Regions from separate parts of the Cyprinus carpio genome. Here region 2 is linked to region 1. The links are chromatin contacts, called in public Hi-C maps. All regions are on one chromosome and are shown on one strand. The core of a region is the stretch at or near the end of the contact, and the rest is flanking DNA. Distances in the headings are between cores, read along the strand shown. Region 1 overlaps LOC109079742 (insulin-like growth factor 1 receptor). Region 2 holds the start of LOC109079742 (insulin-like growth factor 1 receptor).

Region 1 (4,706 bases), core at 1,503-4,002:
TTCACTTTTGGTATATCTTCAACCCTGGTAGTAAAGCTGCTGTCTGATTCTGTAGTGTGAGACTGATGGATCTTGTTTTGATCAAGCCCAAGCGTGTTGTGGGTGATGTTTGCCATCTGATATGATGAAACTCTATCAGGTGTCAGTCCGGGCATGAGTGCATTGGTGCGCTGCCCAGCTGAAGCTCCGGCAGCAGCTCTGAACATTAGGATCTGGATTTGTTTCTACTATTGATGATACATTAGAAGTGTCATAATTTCTAGCGTAACCTCGATGCGTACCCTCATTCAGTCTTGGTGATCAAGACAGCAGGTGATGTTTTTTGTTGCATTGTGTGAGTTTTAATAAGCAGAATAATATTAATATGTATTATTTTATATGCATGTGTGGATATATAAATATAGATCATATTTTCTGTTGAATTCTGCTGAATAGAAATGCATTTAATAAATTAGGAAGCTTGTCATCTATTGTTCTACTTCCATTAATAGTTTATCTAGGTGCACATTGGGTTAAATGGCACAACTGTCTGAAGGGAACCCTGTCACCTCTTTAAGTACCAACCATGGCCACATTGATGCACAAACACATTTCAAGTTCAACAAGGTTAGGCACGCAAAGCACTGGCTGTGCATTTACATGCGTGTGAAGGGTACGTTTCTGACCTTGACTCTGACTCTGAGATCATCTCAGTAGGTTTGCTTGAGCTTAACTTGGTTTTAGGCTAAATCCTAAATCTTAAAGTCAGGGGTACGCAATAAAACAGCACTTACAACACATCGGTGATGTGCTCCAGAAAGGAACATAATTTCATCCTCCACAAATTTTCATCACTGCCGCATTTAATACTACATGTGACCTTGAGCTATTAGATTGAGATGCAATAATTGAGAAATATTCTTGTGACTTAGGAGTCATATATTTCTATTGTTCTCCATCCCATTGGGGGACAAAAATAATATTTCAGGGTGGATCCTACACATACTTCTTCTGCGCGTTATCTGCCACTGTCCTCGCGCACGCTCTTGCTCTAATGGAGAGCGAGAGGGAACACACTGTGCCAGCGCGTGCAACCTGTTTTTCCCTGACATGCTGCTTTGTGGCAGTGATGAAAAGACCTCAGATGAACTTGGAGAGTTTCCTGAATTAATAAGGAAGAGGGGGTGAGGTGACGATGTTGACTAAAAATAAAAAGCCTGAGGCATCCTTTCTGTGCCTCGACTGTCAGCGCCATGATGGGGAATGCAGGGACAGACCGGGGCGGCTCTCTGAGGGGTCTTCTGTGAGAGCTGGCCTAATCTAACAGGGCTTGGCATTTTCCCTCCACCGCTGATACGGAGCAATTCATTAAAGGAGTGGTTCAACCAAAAATGACTATATCACATGTCAGTGAAACTGTTACGAATGTTTGTTTTTTTTAGATGAATAACGTTAGGTGGAAGTAGGGGTGGGCGATATGGGGGGAAAATCATATCATGATTCACGATTTATCATGATTTTTGTCATGTTGGTTTTACTATTTTGCAAGTTGTCTGATCACGATGCTAGTTCGGTTGAGTTATTCCCTGAAAATCAGTAAATAACGCCTCACATGTTGGCATTTTCATCACTTGCTGTTGTACAGTATGTCTTTGAAAGACTATAATGCAAAAATTGTGTGTGTGGGGGGGGAGTTATGGTGGTGTATATTGATATACATTTTGCTTTTATTTGACTTTTCTTTGTTTTTTTTGCTGAATACAGTTATTGTGTATTTTTATATGTATATGTATATATATATATATATATATATATAATATATATATATATATATATATATATTTTCTTTTGCTGAATACCCTAAGTTGTCACTATTTATTAATTTATTTGAATGCACCATTTAGTTTTTTGTTTAAAACACAATTTCTTAACAACTTATTAATGTGTTGGTATTTTATTTATTTATTTGTTTGATTGTTTATTTGTTTATTTATGTGAAAAACTATTCTTTGATCTTTATTTTATTTAGTATTTTGCTTAATGCACAATTTCTGTGAACCATTTTAATGTTTTGTTTTATTTATTTATTCATTTATTCATTCATTCATTTATTCATTTATTTCAATACACTATTCTTTGTCCTTTATTTTATTTAGTATTTTGCTTAATTCACAATTTCTGTGACCCATATGAATTTTATGGTTTTATTTATTTATTTGAATGCACTATTCTTTGAACTTTATTTTCTTATTATTTTATTCTTTCTTTTTCTTTCTTTCTTTCTTTCTTTCTTTCTTTCTTTCTTTCTTTCTTTCTTTCTTTCTTTCTTTCTTTCGCTGAATACACTAATCTTTGACTACTTTATTTTGTTTTAGTATTTATTTAGTTATATTTTATTTTATAGTGCTGAATGCACCAATTTTCTGCTCTGTTTTTTATTTTTTATTTATTTATTGAACATGTTTGTTGTGGTCTGTTGTACCTTGACAGGTTTGAAACGAAACAAACCATAACAAAACATAAAATAATTTAAATAACTGTCTGAAACTATCCCTGTAATATCATACATGAAGTAATAATAAAAAAGAAAAATATACAAAAATAATACTCTAAAAATATTTGAAAAAAAACAGCATCTTCATCATCATCATAACAAAACAAAAAAACATTGTAGATTATGGTTTGGCCGGACAGCAAGATGTTCTGGGTCAGACAGATGTCTGCATTTCTGTGGTGAGAGCAGTGCGGATAGCTTTAGCAGAGCTAGCCAAAAAAAAAAAGTTTTAATTACAACACTGTGGTTGCAATAAATAGCTGTGAATCTTTGATCCGTTGTTATGTCAGTATTAGTATTTGTCCTTGTGGAAATTCAATTACAACGACAATGCGTAGTATTAGCATTGTAGCATTTAGAGGTGGTTTAGTTTCGATACAAGTACGTACATGTAAACTAAATCTGAACAGGAATGCTTCCAAAACTGGTTTCTTTTTTTTTTTTTTTTTTTGGGCCATTTAGTTTTTAGTTTTGCTTTTAATTGAACTGTATTTTATTCAGTATTTTTTTTTTTTAATTTTATAATATTTTGGTAAATAACAATTTTGCAACCTGTATTTATTTCTTATATAATTATTCTTTTTTTAACTGTTTCCTTTTGTTTTGAAATGTTCTGAAAATATTTATTAGTAACTGTTTAGTCATATTTTCCAGTTTTCCTGTGAATGTATACAAAACTCCATGTGTTGTTGACATGGAAAACTACACAGCTGGCTATTTCCACAACTGCAAATCAACTTTGTTGACCATCATGGTGGAAATCACTCCTACTCGCTAAACATCCCTGCAGCTGGATGCAAAGAAACAATGTGAATCACCACATTGCTTCTCAGGTTCAGATTGAGCCAAGTATATCAAAACCACGCTGAAAATGCATTTCATTTTTTTCAGAAGATTAATATTTCTGTGGAATCCTATAGTGTGTAATTATATCAGTAGATGTTGATTGGTAATATTTAAACAAGTCTTTTCAACTTAAAATGTTTCTCATCTCTTAAATGAACTTTTCTCCATCTATTAAATAGGGAAGCTACAGTATATGCGGTTTTCTAGCTTGTTTCCTGAGGGTCCAGGTGCTCATATTGGATCAGTTGTTGTGTATGAGAGCAGACAGTAATCTAATAGTTGATCTGCTCCTGGATGGAGAAAGAACATCCAAGATCTCCTAAGCCAGGTGTTCAATGTAATTCACCTGTAGTAAATGAGGGCTATGCAGAATCTACATGCATCAAGGTTTTTAATGCATTAAACTTAAATGGTTGCAAAGGAAGTGAAATCTAAAAAAATATTTTATTCAAAATAGCATCCATGCTACAACAGTCAGGTATGGTTTTGAAACATAAAAGAGAGCTATTGGCTATACTATTCAAAAGTTTGGGCTGTTTATTTTTTAAAGAAATTAATACTTTTATTCAGCAAGAATGCATTAAATTGATCGACACAGTAAATATATTTATTATATTAAAAAAGATTTCTGCTTCAAATAAATGCTGTTCTTTTGAATTCTCTATACATCAAAGAATCCTGAAAAAAAAGTATCATCGTTTTCACTAAAATATGAAGCAGGACAACTGTTTTCAATGATTTCTGAAGGATCATGTGACACTGAAGACTTGAGCAATGATGCTGAAAATTCAGCATTGATCACAGGAATAAATTACATTTTAAAAAATATTGAAATAGAAAGCAGTTATTTTAAATTGTAATAATTTTTCACAACACTACCATTTTTACTGTATTTTTCATCAAATAAATGCACTTGTGGTAAGTATAAGAGACTTCTTTTAACAGCAGTAAAAAAAAAAAAAAAAAAAAAACATACGGAATGTTAATGTATATTAAAAATGAAAAAATGATTAGCCCTTTTATATTCTGCATTTTATTTCTGATAAAATAGGGATTAATGTCATTACAGGAAAAAAAGCTGGTTTAGTCAAACTGTTTCACTCAGTCTTTATGTACGTGGTGTACTGGTAAAGAGCTAGGTTAGCAACTGAAAGGCTATAGGCTCAAGTATCAAAAAGAGCCCCTCCGGTGCACTTGAGAAAACAACATGAGCTAGTTAAAATAAAGTGTGAATTACCTTAATAATGTACATCAAAAAAGCATTAGCTATCCTATTTGAGCAAGTATTTCAGATCCTAAACTTCCCTGACCAAGACGCTCAGTCAAG
Region 2 (4,706 bases), core at 1,249-3,748, 55 kb before region 1:
ACCCTCAGACCATCGAAGATGTAGTTTGTTTGTTTCTTCATCAGAACTGATTTGGAGAAATGTATCATTCCATCTCCCGTTCACCAATGGATCCTCTGCAGTGAATGGGTGCCGTCAGAATGAGAGTCCAAACAGCTGATAAAAACACTGACAAAACCACTCCTCTATTGTATTTTAGCCTGAAGCAATGGTTTGAAGTTAAAACGTATTTATGACGGATTAGTTCCTTACAAACACACAACTTTTAAATTCACAAGATGTACATGTAAATTGATGGAGTGGCAACAGTAAGTACATTTTCAGCAACTATTCATTTTTGAGTGGACTATTCTTTAAGACTTATATACCAGGTCAGAAGCACCTACTTACAGTATGAACATTTTCCTAAAACCGTGTCTGTGCGCTCCCTGTCTAGACATGTTGTGTATGACTAGATGATGTGTTATTCATTTAGTCTCATATTTTGCCGTGCCTCAAAGAAAACAGCTTAATGGAACTATTTATTATGATGTTTCAACTCATAATGTGTCAGTGTTAAATGTATATAATTTGTCTAGCCCAAAGCCGTTGCTTTTGGTTTTGAGTTAATATTGCTTTCAGTAAGTAACCCAAACCTGCTGTTATTTGTGCAATGACTCAATGATGAGGACCAGACTGACATCAGTACACACAACCTCAACCAAAGCCCGAAAACCAAGAGCTCTTTAAAGGAAATATGTAAACTAGTTTATATAAATAATGCACCCTCTATCTTACTATTAAGAGAGAATTAATTGTATTATAAAGTTTCATTTGGCTTTTTTTTTATCAATTTTTTTTAAACAACTTATTTTATATTTTGCTGCAATGTTTATTGATTTCAACATGACAAAGAAATTTAAATCACTGTGCTCGACTTTAGTTTTATTATGACATCATATTGCATGAGTGTTTCCCGCCAGCAGAACAGTTATGCTTTGTGAGACAAAATTACAGTGAGACAAAATTACAAGTGCTGCATCTGAATCCCAAAAGAGGCCGACAATAAACTTGCTGTTTACTGTGTGTTTATGTTTGTAGAAGGAATTGCTGGAAAAATACTTGAAAATTTGATACTTTAATCTGTGTGAACGTAACATACATAGACTAAAATAAATAAATAAATGAATACTTATTTATAATATTTATTATTATTATAAATAATAAATATTATTGTAAATATATATTGTTATTATTATCTCTTGTAGAAAAAAGTACAATATTTTTTTTCTTTGTGAATACAATTTAAATAAAAGAATATCAAACAAGTCATTTAAAAAAATATATAACTTTGCATTGCAATAAATATCTTTTTTTTTCTTCTGATAAGAGTGCCATTTTTTGTAAGAATGTAACCATACATCATATGGAACTGCTATTTGTATTATTGAAATGCAATAGTAATAATGTTTTATATAATTGGCTATACTGTAAAAAAAAATTAAGTTGTTAATAAAAAACAATACTATTTCAAAATTATATTTTTAATAAAAAATTAGACAGATACAGACACAGCCTGCAGCGCTCAAGTGTTTTCACTGGTAACCTCCAAAATCGGATCCCAATCCTTTTCCGTGTGCGTGATCCAGTCCGGGTTTATACCTTTCTCCAACGTAACGTTAGCCTACTATGTGTGTGAGTGTGTGTGTGTGAGTGAGTGTGTGTGAGTGTGAGAGAGATCGAGCCTTGTTTACAGCGTCAATTCAACGGAGAGAGACTACAGGATCTACTCCACATTTCCTAAATGAACACAGATCCGATCCCTCACTCATCATCTGTGTCCTCCATCGCCTGCGTCTCGAAGGGAAAAATCAAGGTCTGCAATCTCAGACTGAAGATGGTGGGAGGCAGAGAGAGACCATTTTAAAGCCTGGACGGATGTTATTGGCATCTTTCGGAGTTTCCCCACCGATTTTAGGCCTTTAAGAACGCTGGATGAGAAGTGCTAGGCGTCTGTCAGCTGATGAAGATCACAGAGGCACACTAGTCCAGACTGTTTCAGCCCGCGGATCTAAGCGGGTTTCACTGGACTAACGTTACAGCTAAAACCAGCCTGCGAGGAGACCTACAACGTGTTTTTCCAAATTTTCCCACGACATGGAGCATGGAACTGAGGATTATCGAGCCGCTACGTGTTTTTCAGGGTTATTTTCACATATATCGACGAGGAAAAGCTGTCCAAAATACTGTTAAACACGGTTAAGCAGCGCGAGAATCAGTGCGGTTGAATCCGCCTCATGGTGCGCGCAAAGCGGGCTGGGGCTGCTGGATAATCTCGCTGGGGTGTCTGGAGGGTCATTTATCCCAGCAAAAACACCACGACTATGGGCGAAATTGGTTTTCTTTGATTATTTCCAGCTGCTGAGCATCTATTTTTTTGTTGTTGTTGTTTTCACCCCCTCCGTAAGGAGGCACCAAGCTGGATTAACCAACTTTGATGATATATATATATATATATATATATATATATATATATATATATATATTTTTTTTTTTTTTTGTCCTGACAAGACTTCAAGCATCATCCAATTTGAAGGGTTGAGCTGTCTCCCCTGCTTTGTTATATTTAAAAATTTTTTTTTTTTTTAAACAAGTGTTTGCCTTGTTTATGTACAGGAATGAGGTCTAGCAGACAGAGGCGATATTGGACCTTGTTTTGTGGTCTGGTCCTGGTCCTCTCTACACTTTGTCATGGAGAAAGTAAGTTATTCTATTGATGTGGATGCATTTGGATTAGATCATAATATCACAATTGTTGCTTGTCTAAGAAAGGTTCACTTTCATTTTGCTTTCAAAGTGTTTTAAGCTTTCATTTGCGATGCATGGCAGGAAAACTGGCTCAAAATCCAGACCAGCTGTTTTTAAACTCATTGCTTTGCTTTTAATTGCATGTTTTTCTGCTTTCATTCCCTTTAAATTTTTCTTAAGTGAAAAGAAATGGAAACACTCACATATTATACATCACATGAGTGTCTGTTGAGCGTTTTGGCTATGCAAAGTCAAAGAACACAACAAAGTCAAGTTTGGTCATGCTAACACTGCCGTTTATGATAGTGATTTTATAGGTATTTTACCACTGTGTCTATCAAATAATGCTAATATTGGATTCTAGTGTGGTGTAATTGTGTTCACAAGTGCCATTATGTGCACCTGTAGGTATAGATCTACATTTGAAAGTCAAATTTGAGTCATCACCAACAGATTGGGAGCATGGGAGATTTTGGTGACAGTATCTGGTTAATTTAGGTCACAAACCCAACAGGTTTTTAATAGACTAGTTTAGATATTAAAAGCATTAGTGTTGTTTATCCATATTCTAACTTGTTTGTCACTCCTTAATACATTAATAAGTCTGATTTCATACTGGACTTGAGCGTTTAAAACTCAATGTGTATTTTCAAGTTCAAGGAATGACTTCACAAGTGTTTGATCTTTGTGAACAGTTTATGTACAACTTCAGTAGTCTCACAGCTCTAATGTAAATAGAGTCCATCGTAGATTTGATAAATCTGTTTCACTTTGACACTGAAGGCTGGAAAGATTATTATTTGTTTTCTTTGGTTAACATAACTGACAGATCGTATTGATAAGTGTGATTACAGTTAGTGAGATTGCTATCAGGGACGGGCCGGTCACTGTTAGGTTAGTAGGATACGTTGGGACGCTGTGATGTGGTTGCCAGTAAGTGATTTTAGATGACGACACATGTTGGAATGACACTGATGTGCTCAGTGTGGCGGGGAATGTAAGTCTCATGTTGATGATGCAGTGTTGGGTTTACATGGTTTCTTTGGAATATTAACCAAGGCATGCAAACATACATACTGGGAATGAGTCATTATTAATATTAGTTCAACCCACATGGGGGATGCAAATTGCCTTTGTTTTTCCATGCAAAACTGTCCTTTGTTCTTTAATAATCCTAAAACTGGCCCATACGTATGTGAAAAACATTCAAAATATTTAGTAGGATATTCATTATTCTTTCTCTTTAAAATCAATAACGTGGGAAGTTCTTACAAAAGCAATTTTTGCATCCATTCATGTTTGACCACCACAAAATTTCCATGTTTCCAAGTAAACTGCAAATAAGACCCCCCGATTCATCCGATTCATCAAGAGAGAGAGGAAAAATCTGTGTTTTTAAAATAGAACATGTAAAAACACCCGCTCTAGCAAAACAGACTGGGTTCTGTTGATTGGAAGAGTGAGGAGTTTGTGAAGTCTGTGTAATTGGGTTTTACTGTTAACCCCAGCGGTTGCAGGGCAGCGAGGTAGTGAGGCAGAGAAGGTTCTTAGTAGAAATCCTAAGTATAACCTGTCTCTCTTGGCAAAGGATAGTTAAAGATTCCCAGTGGGGTATAAATGTGGCTCAGGTTAACTGGTTGACTTATCTTGAGACCAAACCATTGGCTCATTTGAAGATCTGCCTTTTTGGTTGGTTTAAAGCAGTTTGTGTGTTTCCTTTTATCTTAGAAGGACAAAGTTTGTTGAGTGTTACTGTAGCTTACATTTGCTTGTCAGTTTGAATTTAATTTGTGATTTTTTTTATATTATCTAACATCATGGAAACACATAAATAATTCAGAAGTTAAATTGTTAATATTGCTAATGTTTGTACTGTTGTTTCGTTTCCAAAAATGGTCACTTCTTGGAGGATCATGTCATAAAAAATTTCTTGCTTTTGT

What was found. A called contact is a pair of places that touch in the nucleus more often than the background predicts.
Region 2: a Hi-C map of skeletal muscle shows a contact between it and region 1, with 3 times the contacts expected there. The contact joins the promoter of LOC109079742 here to the enhancer-like site in region 1. A contact is called at or near these places in 3 of 8 Hi-C or Micro-C datasets (liver and skeletal muscle).

The regions. Positions count from the first base shown.
Region 1 is chrB7:10,688,782-10,693,487 of ASM1834038v1, reverse strand. All of the region lies in intron 2 of LOC109079742 (insulin-like growth factor 1 receptor), which reads left to right. Among protein-coding and RNA genes, the nearest start is that of LOC109093825, 35 kb to the right of the region's middle. Within about 2 kb of position 2,752, at least 1 of the 8 cell types and tissues checked has an H3K27ac peak or open chromatin away from gene starts, as enhancers often do. A contact at or near this core is called in skeletal muscle, where this site is marked.
Region 2 is chrB7:10,743,345-10,748,050 of ASM1834038v1, reverse strand. It overlaps LOC109079742 (insulin-like growth factor 1 receptor), which reads left to right and starts at 2,498. Exons shown (of 21, transcript XM_042727217.1): 1 at 2,498-2,718. The coding sequence starts at 2,637.